Linked DNA regions of Mus musculus: region 2 is linked to region 1. Evidence: chromatin contacts called from public promoter capture Hi-C data. All regions are on one chromosome and are shown on one strand. The core of a region is the stretch at or near the end of the contact, and the rest is flanking DNA. Distances in the headings are between cores, read along the strand shown. Region 1 holds the start of Entpd5 (ectonucleoside triphosphate diphosphohydrolase 5). Region 2 holds the start of Nek9 (NIMA (never in mitosis gene a)-related expressed kinase 9).

The links. Promoter capture Hi-C pulls out the DNA fragments that hold promoters and counts their contacts.
Region 2: a contact with region 1 is called in a promoter capture Hi-C map of pre-B cells, with 2.9 times the contacts expected there. The contact joins the promoter of Nek9 here to the promoter of Entpd5 in region 1. A contact is called at or near these places in 2 of 39 promoter capture datasets (hippocampal neurons and pre-B cells).

The regions. Positions count from the first base shown.
Region 1 is chr12:84,405,867-84,411,770 of GRCm38.p6, forward strand. It overlaps Entpd5 (ectonucleoside triphosphate diphosphohydrolase 5), which reads right to left and starts at 3,163. Exons shown (of 16, transcript NM_001026214.2): 1 at 3,104-3,163. Bbof1 (basal body orientation factor 1) reads left to right here and starts at 3,202. Exons shown (of 12, transcript NM_028377.3): 1 at 3,202-3,389; 2 at 5,171-5,399. The coding sequence starts at 3,316.
Region 2 is chr12:85,336,049-85,341,952 of GRCm38.p6, forward strand. It overlaps Nek9 (NIMA (never in mitosis gene a)-related expressed kinase 9), which reads right to left and starts at 3,314. Exons shown (of 22, transcript NM_145138.2): 1 at 2,955-3,314; 2 at 260-437. The coding sequence starts at 3,173. It overlaps Tmed10 (transmembrane p24 trafficking protein 10), which reads right to left. Exons shown (of 5, transcript NM_026775.4): 5 at 4,566-5,904.

The DNA.
Region 1 (5,904 bases), core at 1,913-4,412:
AAACCTGACAACCTGAGTTCAATTCCCAGAACCCAGAAAGGAGAGAATAGACTTTATGCACACAACATATTCATACACACACTCACCTGCCCACACACATATATACACACACACAGACTCATGTAGAGAGTAAATTCACAAGTTTTAAAATATATATTCATGTCTGACCATCTGGGACTGAGTAACCAATGGGAGGTTCTTCCCTGGGTAAGACTATTTCTCCCAATCTCAGCATCCCTTAGTTGCCTGTAGTGCTTGTCTAGGGTTGGGTAGGGGCCCTGTGAGATTTCTCCCTGCCATGTTAGCAAGTCTATTGGCCTCATCTTGATCATATACATACAAGTAAGTAACATAATATGAACTGAGCATGTTGCTTTTATTTGCTATATATATAATATATGGTTACATATATAAGATACACACACACACACATACACACACACATATATATAATTAAAAATATATGCACCAACAGTTAAAGAAAAAGAAGCCACGAACCAGAAAGAGAAGGGGGGAGAGAGAGACAGAGACAGAGAGAGAAGATAAGTAAGTGCTAGGGGGATATGGGGTTGGTTACAGCTGAATGGAATAAAAAGGGGGGAGGGGAATGGATGTTTTATATTTTAATTTTTTAAAAAATGGTTTTTGAGTAGGGTTGTGAAATATCAATAAATTTAGGTAGACCTTGAAATTTGATATATATTTACACCCTAAATTTTAATATAAAAATTAATTTATAAAACATTCACAAAAGAGTAAAATGAGGCCAGGTGGTGGTGGCACACACCTTTATCCCAGCACTCAGAAGGCAGAGGCAGGGGATCTCAGAGAGCTTAAGGTCAGCCTGGTCTACAGAGAATTCCAGTGCAGCCAGGGCTATACATAGAGAAACACTGCCTCAAAGAAACCCAAATAAGCAAAAACAACAACAACTAAAAAGAGTTAAAACGATATAATTTTATTGTAATATCAAAAACATTATTTGTTTGATAAAATACAATTAACTATAAGTACTTTAAAGCACTGTGCATAGCTAATGTGGCAGTGCGCACCTTTGATCCCAGCACTCCGGAGGCAGAGGCAGGCAGATGAGTTCAAGGCTAGCCTGGTCTACACCTTGAGTTCCTAGAAGGCCGAAGCTGTATACTAGACACTGCCTCAAAACAACAATAACAACAACAAACCTGCCACCTGGCTGTGGTGGCACATGCCTTTAATCCCAGCATTTGGGAGGCAGAGGCAGGCTGATCTCTGTGATTTCCAGAACAGCCTGGTCTACAGAGAGAGCCAAGGCTACATGGAGGAATTCTGTTTTGGGAAAGAAAAATAAAATAAGAAAAGCACTATGCATATGTTAAGAAGCAACGTTCCCAGGCTCCACATCTTTAATTGCAGCACTCGGAGGCAAAGGAAAGCAGATCTTTGAGAGTTCTAGTCCAGGAAAACACACATAGTGAGGCTGGATCTCAAAAGAGGGGGTGATGGTCTGGAGAGATGGCTCTGGGTTAAGATCACTGGATGCTAGTCCAGAGGTCCCAGGTTTGATTCTCAGCATCCACATGTCAGCTCACAACCATCTCTAATTCAAGTTCCAACGACCTCTTCTGGCCTCCAGAGGCACTGCATACACCTAGCACATAGATTTGCAGGCAGAACGTCCATATATATAAAATAAAAATAACGGTGAAAAAAATAAACAAAGACACTTTTATTTTAAGTCAAAATTTTATGTCTGAGATAATCTGTAGAAGTATATTCAAATGGTAAATGTGGGACTGGCTTTTATTTACAACCAATTTTTGTAAAACAAACAAACAAACAAATAAATAAAAAGTCTAAATATACATACCTATGACAGAAAATGCCCCTACTCCCTTTCTGCTAGTTAGCAATAGGTGCTTTATAGATTGCTTCTCAGAGGTAATGTACATTATCTAAGGGAAGGTACATGATGTAGAGGTGATTCTACTCATAAGTTCATGGCATGTCACCAGAAATATAGTCAAAATAGGCCATAGCCGTGCTAGCAGAAGGTTCAAACGGTTTCCAAGGTCTCTCATCAAATCTACTTGCTTACTCTAACCGCAAAATTTACAAACCACACAAACCACGCCCTCTGGGGGGGGGATGAGGTGGGAAAAGAGAGATTTAGAGGTCAAAGATGTCACCTTACAGTTAGGGGCTTAGTAACTAAGGTCTCCCTAGAGAGAGGGGAGGAGGAGTTCTAACAATGATGTTTCAAAATAAATGTTAAATGAAATTTGAAGCGGAGTGATAAAGCAGAACCGCGCTTCACTCCCAAGCCTATTGACAAGGCAGCCACAATACCTGTCTTCCGTAATGACTCACTCACGCTCAGTGAATGAAGACATAATCACAGGGTTCCTCTTCTGAACCAACTAGAATACTGGATGGAGTACTACTCCTCGGGAACCCGGGTGCGAGGCAAGTGCTTGCAACTTTATGCAACTTGCAGCAATGGGACTTCAGGCACTAGAGGATGTGGGCGATGTTAACTAACAGGAACCTGGCGGTCGGCTGGAGCCAAGCACCTGCCACCTAGATCCGGGGACCAACGATCCCCCCCCCCCCCCCCCGCCACACCGCTCCAGGCAGGGGAGCCAGAGTCTGAGCACCGGAGCCCGCGGACCCTCGGAGGCTGACAGCCTCACTCAAGCCACCGCCCTCGGAAAAGTCAACTGCCTCCCTGAAAGCGTTTGGCCTGGGATGTCCCCGGGTGCACTGTCCTCCAGGGAGCCCGCGAGACAGAAGCGAGGATGGAGGGGAGGTAAGCATGAGGCGGGCAGCGAGGGCGCCGCCACCGAGACAGAAGCAGGGATGCGGGCAGGACCGCCACGGTGGCCGCGCCAGAGGCTTGGAAGATCCGCCCGCCCGACTGGAAGCGCTTCAAGCCTCACTGGCGCCGCTCCGATGCGCGCGGGGCGGTCGGAGAGCCGCCGGCCATGGAGCCTCAGGGGGCGCGAGACAAGTCGTGGGAGGCTAAGACGCCGCAGCCCCGCGCCCGACACCCGCCCCTGCCGAGCTCCCGGCCTCCCGCCCGGCTCCAACCCCGGGAGCGCCGCCGAGGCTCGTGCACACTCACCGCGCGCGCCGCCCTGGCGCGGACGCCCGCCGCCTCGGAGCGATCTCCGCCCCGCCCCTCGCCGCGGTCACGTCACGCGCGTGCGCCCTCCGCGTGCCCTCAACGGCGCGGAGGACGTTAGCCCTTCGGCGTGGTGGTTTCCTTAGAGACGGAGTCGGCCCAGGTGGCGGCCACCAGGACACCAGCACGGTGAGACTCCCGCAGAAGTCAAGATGCCGGCGAAGGACAAGAGGAAAGACAAGAGGAAAGACAAGAGGAAAGGCAAAAACAAAGGCAAAGAACCAAAGTAAGAGCAGCGCAGAGGCTCCCCGTTCCCCCTGCCTACCCTTGTCATTTTGCGGCGCTAACTGGATGCCTCTGTCAGGCTTTTGTGGACAGCTCCTGTTCATTCTTGATTGGCCCTAAGATCTGAGAGCTCTCCATTGTGAGACTGATATAAACACATTCTTTTCTATTCTAGCTCTTGTCTGAGTGGTTAAAGTTGTTCCTTGGGTCATTCAGGAATCCTCTTGGGATCAAAGGGAGCACGCGAAATGATTTAACTGGACGGATCAGTACACACACAAACACCACACACAGAGACACAGAGTGAACAGCTATAGCGCTAACCCCATGGATGGTCCCTAGGAATTGTTGCTAGAATGTCAATAGAATGACTGGGCTACAGGATGGTTCCTCAGGACTTTGGAGTCACACAAGGAGTTCAACGCCGTAGATGAGAAATGCAAAGGGATCGCTTAAGCTTGTGACTGTAATGTGAATTCTCTGGAGACAAGTTAAGTAACACACACCTCTGGTCGCATTGCTCTGGAGGCTGAGGCAGGGAGATCACAGCCACTGCTACATATGGAGACCTCGTCTTTAAAAACAAGTCTGAGTGTAGTTCAGTGATAGAGTGCTTCTTGTGCAGGGTCCTAGGTACCATCTCCAGCAAAGTAACTTAAGAGAGTAACTTTCTTTTTAAAAAAGATTTGTTTATTTTTATTTATATGCATACACTGTATGCTGTCTTTAGGCACACTCCAGAAGATCCCATTACAGATGGTTGTGAGCCACCATGTGGTTGCTGGGAGTTGAACTCAGAACCTCTGGAAGAACAGTCAGTGCTCTTAATCTCTGAGCTATCTCTCCAGCTCTGTACCACAGTGTTTTGTTAATGCTGGTGCAATCTTTATTTCAAAGGACTTTACCTTTTGAATCCATCCTAGGGCCTTGATGTATACTTACCATGCATTCTACTTCTACTTCTACCTGATACATGCATACCATGCACTCTAACTTTACCTGATGTATGCATACCATTCAGTCTTCTTCTTCCTAATGTATGCTTATTATACATTCTACTTCTACCTGATGTATGCTTACTGTACATTCTGCTTCTACATGTCTACATTCCCAAGGTCTTACTTTTTTTTTCCCCCATCTCTGCATCAATGACTATGGTGTGTGTTTTTCAGGCATCCTTAAAGCCTGGGATAATGTGTTACCAACAATTGAAGTACTTAACATGAAGTACTTACCAACAAATGAAGTACTTAACATACCTGCCCCAAGTAACCTGATCCTTTGTCTAAGAACTAAGCAAAACAAAACAATAGCAACAAAGGCTGTGGAGAGGACAGATATACAACAATTGTGTCTTCGTGTAGAACATGAGACCCAGGCTCACAACTGAGTGAAAGAGGAGAAAGGATTGCAGAGCACTTGCCTAGCATGCTCGAGCCTGGGTCTGATACTCAGCACAGCAAAGAGCAGGAAACAAGAATATGGAGAATGGAGTACATGAGAAGCTAGAGAGCTTTATGAAATACATTTGGCCTCTTATTTCCTCTTTGTTTTTCTCATCCTTTAAGTCATACTTCAAAAATAATTAATAGTCATACTCCAAAGTTCTCCTCTTGAGGAAGAAGCACCAATTTAAGTCTCTTATATGAATACTAATATATATATATATTATTAATGTATTAATGCATTAGTCCAACAATATATGCTTTTATGTGTCAGGCAAGCCAAACAAAATAGAAATGATACTAATAAATTACATGTTGTCAATATCTTCTTCTGCAGGAAAATAATCAAATCAGATGAACCTGCAATTGAAAGAGCCAAAGCCAATGCCTCTCTTTGGGAGGCCAGATTGGAAGTCACAGAACTCTCTAGGATTGAATATCGTGATACTTCCCGAAGACTGGCAAAAAATAATGAAGACTTAAAGAAACAGCAATATAACATGGAAAAAGACATTATGTCTGTATTAAGCTACTTGAAGAAGCAGGATCAAGAGAAAGATAATATGGTAGGTAGGTAGAAAACTGAACATCACAACTTCCCTCTGTGTTTATGTGACATGGTTTTATATATATATATATATATATATATTTTTTTTTTTTTTTATTTTTCGAGACAGGGTTTCTCTGTGTAGCCCTGGCTGTCCTGGAACTCACTCTGTAGACCAGGCTGGCCTCAAACACAGAAATCCACCTGCCTCTGCCTCCCAAGTGCTAGGATTAAAGGCATGTACCACCACGCTCGGCATGGTTATATTTTTGTAAGGTTTTTTGTTTTGTTTGTTCCCGGCAGAGTTAACCCTTAGCCCTGTTTGAAGCATGTTGTTATTTCAGAATGGCTTTGCTGTCATTGTCTTTCCTTTCTTTCTGTTGTGTTATTCACATTAACTGATATGAAAGCAACTCCAAAACAGAGAGTGATGGCTTAGCAGTAAAGAGTGTGTATTGGGCTGGCGGTGGTGGCCCACGCCTTTAATCCCAGCACTCAGGAGGCAGAGGCAGGTGGATTTCTGA
Region 2 (5,904 bases), core at 2,064-4,563, 930 kb after region 1:
GACTCACGAGACTCATAAAAACCAAACAACAAACAAAAACTAGAAAGAATCTATCCCCCACCACAAAACTCAGTAACTTGGAGATGGCTGGAACTCTACCTATAAGAAAGAATGATGGAGGGAAACTCTCCCCACACTCTGAACATCATCAACTCTGCAAGACCTCAGCCACTTCTCCAGAAATGCATTTGAAGTTTTATCATTACAGGTCCTTTCTCTCCCTTGTAGTAAGAAGGCCACCCCGCTGAGAACTGCTTACCGTTACAGTACTCCAGCTCAATCAGCAGGGTGGTGTTGTCCATGAAGTGGTTGTAGTAGGCAATGATGTTGTCGTGCTGTAGCAGTGCCAGGATGACAATCTCATTCAGGGCATCTCGACGTTCCTTCTCAGATAGCCGGGTCAAGTCAACTTCCTTCCACACCACCAGTGAGTCGTCCTGCAACACAGGAGCAGGACCAGTGTGTTTCCCTCCCGCCTGGCAGTGCACGGATCCAAACCCAACCTGGGAGCCTAGAAAGGAGCCTCCTAGAGGGGCAAAGAATGACTCTTTACTCCTTTTGACAGACTTAAGGTTCTGCACAGTTATTATACTTTGCTGAAGAACTAGGGGAGACAAAGACTGAAGGTGGCATTTTCTGGCTTGGAAAGATGGTTACGTGTCTAAGAGAGTATGTTGCTTTTGCAGAGGACCAGAGTTTGATTACCAGTGTCCACTCTGGGCAGCTTCCAAATGCTTATAGCTTTGGCTCTGGGAGGGCCCGGGTGGGACCCAATGCTCCTGACCTCTGAAGGGACGACCCTCACTTGCACATACCCACATAGAGACAGTGAATTAAAACTGAAACTAAATCTTTTAAAAATATATATAGTGTTATTTTGAGGGCTGGCAAGATGGCTTACTGGGTAAAGGTGTTTACTGTTAAGTCTGATAGCTTGAATTTGAGCCCCAAGAACCTGTACAGCGGAAGAACTGACTCCCACACACATGCAGAAAAATTATAGAAAAAAAAATCAAAACACTACTTTGTTGCTACTCTTAATTTGTACAGTATTAGTTCCGGGTATTAGTATTAGATGGGACCTGATCTCAGGAATTCTACTGAGGGATCCTGCGGGTCCCTAGTGATAATGGGACTTGGGGCAGAACTGGAATTTGAGGAAGAAGTGCACAGCACTATCTCCAGCTAACAGCAGGGGCTTATAAAACGCAAATATTAAACCTGCCTGATTCCATAAACTTAAACTTCGTGACTTTCATTTACTCTTTCTGAATAAGACGCCCCCCCCCCCAATCCCACAGGCCCCTGCTTTTTTTAATCCTCATAAGGTGCAGTCACTTCCATTTTGGGGTACTTCGCATTCTTTAGCTACTGCTTCCTGGCCTACCAGCACCCACTGTAACATTCCTTTAGGATACCTCAGCAAGTTTCTTTTGGAAAACTTTAAACTTTTTCCCATATGTGTAAACACCACTCATCCTCAGAGCCTGCACTGCCCGCGAGGAGTCCTCAGTGCTTTTTTTTTTGTCTCCTTGGGATATCCACACCTAAGACCCTGTTACTAACATGACTGGCTGGTCTTCTTGCTGTAACTATAACCTAGAGGGAAAGGGCTACTTCTCAGAAGCTTTGTAAGTTCATATCTTATAAATACCATGTGACAGAGATAGCGTCATACAGTTCTGAGAAGTGTGATAAAATTAACTCAAAGCTAGTAACCAAGTTGAACATGACATATAAGACAGAGATAGGAAACTGGTACTCACTGCTCAACGGTGAGAAAGTGAGCCACTTAACTATACTGACTTAAATGCTAGAAAATAATCGGCACAAATAAGAACATAGGCGACTACAGATGATAATGTCCACTAATGGGTTGGTTACTGGAATAGAAAAGAACACAAAGATATTTTCTTGCAACTACTTTTCTTCCATCTTTCATAGATATATGCTGGACGCTGGAGGTATGGCTCAGTAGTGGAATGCCTTCTGAGCACTGGCAAAGCCCGTTTTATCCCCAGCACAAAAAGTTCTGGCTGGGAGCAGACACTAGAATTGCAAGTGCATGAATCACCTTTTGCAACCTCAGCAAGTTCTCATTAAATGTTTACCCTAAAGCTAGAGTTTTAAGGCTGTGGTGATTAGACTCAAGTTATGGTTAACTTTTGGAGGTAGACTCACTACAGGGTTTTAAATCAGTACACATTCTTAATTTTGGATTCAGTAACTCATGGGTCTCTCCATTGTGACCTTATGCAAGAAGGTGGGAAAAATGACTTAGCTTCCTTGGGTTCTCAAAGAAAGGGGTCCTTGTTTCTCCAGACTCAACTCCACCAATAAAGTATTTGTCTTATACAATCACTGAAGGAAAAGCAAGAAAACAAACAAACAAACAATGATCTTTCTGGTGATCAAGGAAATCCTCCGAGTGATCATTTATGAAAAAAACAAAAACAAAAACAAGAAAACAAAGCCTACAGGGCTAGCAGTGTGTTGTAGCTGCCAGTGTGGCTATTTGGAAGTACACACCAACTCCCCATCCCGCCCTTCAACAGCTATACGAAAGGAAGTAAGCTTTTACAGACTGTTCCCAAAGAGCAAGTAAGCTTTTTATATTGTTCCCAATGTGCAAAGCACCTTCGTTTGGACCTCAAAATAACCTTTAAAAAAGTAAAGGTTTTTTTTTTGGGGGGGGGGGCGAGGTTGTTATCGCTAAGTCCAATTAACAAATGGGAAAACTAAAATGCAAAAGACCGCTCAATGACTCGCTCAGTGACAGCGGTGATTAAACCAATGTCCTACAGCAGGGGAAGCGAAAGCACGGTGGGGTTCCCGAGACCTAAACCCCAAGGGACGCCTGACCATAGAGGGCCAGGGGCAAGCAGCACTGGAAAGCGGGGCCGGGAAGGAGGGCGCGGGGAGGCCCGGCAGCGGCCGGAGCCGAGGGCCGCTACCTCGGTGCGGCGGTACAGCGTGGCCTCCCCAAAGGCACCGCGGCCCAGAACGCGGATGGGGATGTAGTGCAGCTCCTCCTGCTCCGCCGCCCCGCCGCCGGCTCGCGGCCCTGGGACAGCGCTGGGGCCCGGGCCCGAGTCCCCGCCACCCCCGGACTCGCTTCCGAAGTCCGAGTTGATGGAATCGCAGTGTCGCTCGTACTCGCCCAGCACCGACATGGCGGCGGAGGCCGCAGCTCGCCGGGAGCCGCCCGCGTATCCACGGCGGGCAGGGCCGGCCGCTTAGCGCCTCAATGGCCTCAGACGCCAGGCAGCGGCTTAGGTGGCCCCGCGGCCCAGGGAGCTTCCATGGTGGCTCCTGCCCCCTGACCCGGAAGCGGTTCTTAGTGTTTCCGGCTCGCCGAGGTTTTCCCTCCGCCTTTCGCGTGCCCACTTGTTGCAGATGCGTCCCGCACACCTTGGGCGTCGCTGGCCTTCACACCCGCGAGTGTCGTGGAAGCGGAAGAGTGACCACACGGCGGGTTTGCAGACCGCTTCCCTACAACCCCCTACCAGCTTTCCAGACTGCGTCACATTTTGGAGGTGGTCCAGGCTAATCCTGGCGACACGTTTGTCCCAGGAGCTGTGACTGTGTTAGCTGTCACTTGGCTTGTTGGGCAGGGCTCCTTTTTTTTTTTTTTTTTTTTTTTTTTTTTGTAGCGATAGTGTAGCAAAGATAATGGAGCAAGCTAAAACATTAGACTTCTGACAACTTTAACAATTCCTTCTTCCTTCCTCCTCCTCCTCCTCTCCTCCTCCTCCTCCTCTTCCTCCTCCTCCTCCTCTTCCTCCTCCTCCTTTTCCTCCTTTTCCTCCTTTTCCTTCTTCATTAAGTCTATAAAGTTGCAGGACTATGACCACCACAGGGTTGCCTAAGTTGGGACAATGCTAAAGGGTTTTGTTTTTCTTTTCTTTTCTTTTTTTTTTTTTTTTTAATGATATTATGGCCCCAGATCCTCAGAGCGCCATGAAAACAATGTTTATGTGTCTGTTGGGGGTGGGGTGGGGATTGTTTTAGGTGATACAGCTAGTTAGGAGGAACTTGAGAGGCAAACCCTGCAGTCTGGCCCCAGAATTAGGAAAGGGCAGGGCGTGATGAAACTAAGGTTATGGGACTGGCGCCATTACACTTGTTGGGCAGAAGCAGGAAGTACACTTTGTATGTTGTACAGTTTGGTGTTTCCTGTGGACAGTGGGAAACTAAAGCAAAGGAGTAGGTGATTAGGGCTCTGTTTTGTGTGTGTGTGTGTGTGTGTGTGTGTGTGTGTGTGTGTGTGTGTGTGCCGATTGAATTCAAGTTGCCTGATTTGCATGGCAAAACCTTTATCCACAGAGCCATCTTACTGGCTCTCAAAGCTCTAGCCTTCTGAGGAAATCTGCTCAAGATTTCTTTCATTAGCATAATGATTAAAACATCCTTTTGCTTAAGTGCCCTGCAGTAAATCAGTGACTTTTTTTTTCTTTAATTTATCTGTTTTCACTCCCTGTGCTTTAAAAAACAACAATTATAGAGGAATCCTTGCTCACCCAGACAAAGGGGCACTAAAGATTAACAGACAAATACACCTCAAATGGTTTCTGCTAGCTTTTATTTGTGAAAGTTTACACAAACATCTCCAACAGGTGAGCCTGTATAAATCCCACATGCCTCTTCCCATTAACAAACAGAAGATGGCTCTGATGGGGGTTCATGACAATGGTAAGGAACAAGGTTTGTTGAAACTGTATGATTCTCAGTTATTTTGACTATGCTGGAACGGAGGGAAGCAGATAATATACCTGTTTATAAAGCGGATATGCTGTTGTGCACGCCTACTGTCAAAGGCAAATGCTCTTCAACTGAACTGAAAAGCATGTTGTCCAGTTTGGTTGTTTTGGGCATGATCAAAATGATCGAAAGGACTTGAAAGAATTTCAGTTCTACAGAGCTTAAGTTTATACTTGTTCTTGGAAACAAAAACATGGACAGAATGCTCTATTTTCTCCTCTCTGAAAAATTGACATTTTTCAGAAAAGAAAATAGAAATCTAATAGAGCGGCTGTCACTGCTCCTTAGGGGGGAAGGCACACGTCAGAAAACAGGAGTCTCTTGTTAGGCTAATGGGACAGACAGGCTATGGTTTTGCACTTAAAAGTCTACAAATGGATTTTGACCCCAAAGTTTATTCTTTTCATACTTACATTGTTCTCCTATCACTTGATATATGAATGTTACAGATTTCTGACCATCTGCTGTTGCCATGGTGAGGACTTGTATTCTAAGATCTTAGATCTTAGATCATTTTTCAACAGCAGATGGCACTATTGTACCAGAGAACACTTGATGCCATGCAAGAGGAATTTATGGAAGTCATAAGACAAAGGCTTTTGAGTTCATAGTAACTGGAACCTTAACAGCACAGCCTGAGACTTAACCACTACATCTTTCCCATCCACCTGCATACTTCATCCAGGTCATCCTAACGGTATTCTCTGGTAACTTCAATATTCCACTTCTTTACTGCAAGCCCTGTAATTCTCAGAACTGCAATTGAGATAAGCCCTGTAACAGGTCAGCAGGGTTAAAAGGTTACCCACTTTCCCAGGAGAAGTGGGAAAGACTTTAGATGATAAACAAGTATTTTTCCTGTTTACAAGCATTTGTACCCACCCCACCCCCGCCCCCGCCACTGGCAATCAGGCCCAGAGCCTTCTGTATGGTAGGTAGGCACTGTAAACTGGGGTACACTTTCCAGAACTGCCTTGAGGTACCTAAAACTTCCACCGAATGAACCTTGGCTTTGATTTTACAACATATATATTTCAAGTATTTACTATCTGTGACTTTCCCAGATGTCCAAGTTAAACCCCGTATATCCACATCTCAGAGATAACACTGAAGAACAGGAGTTAGATCAGTGATTGACCATAC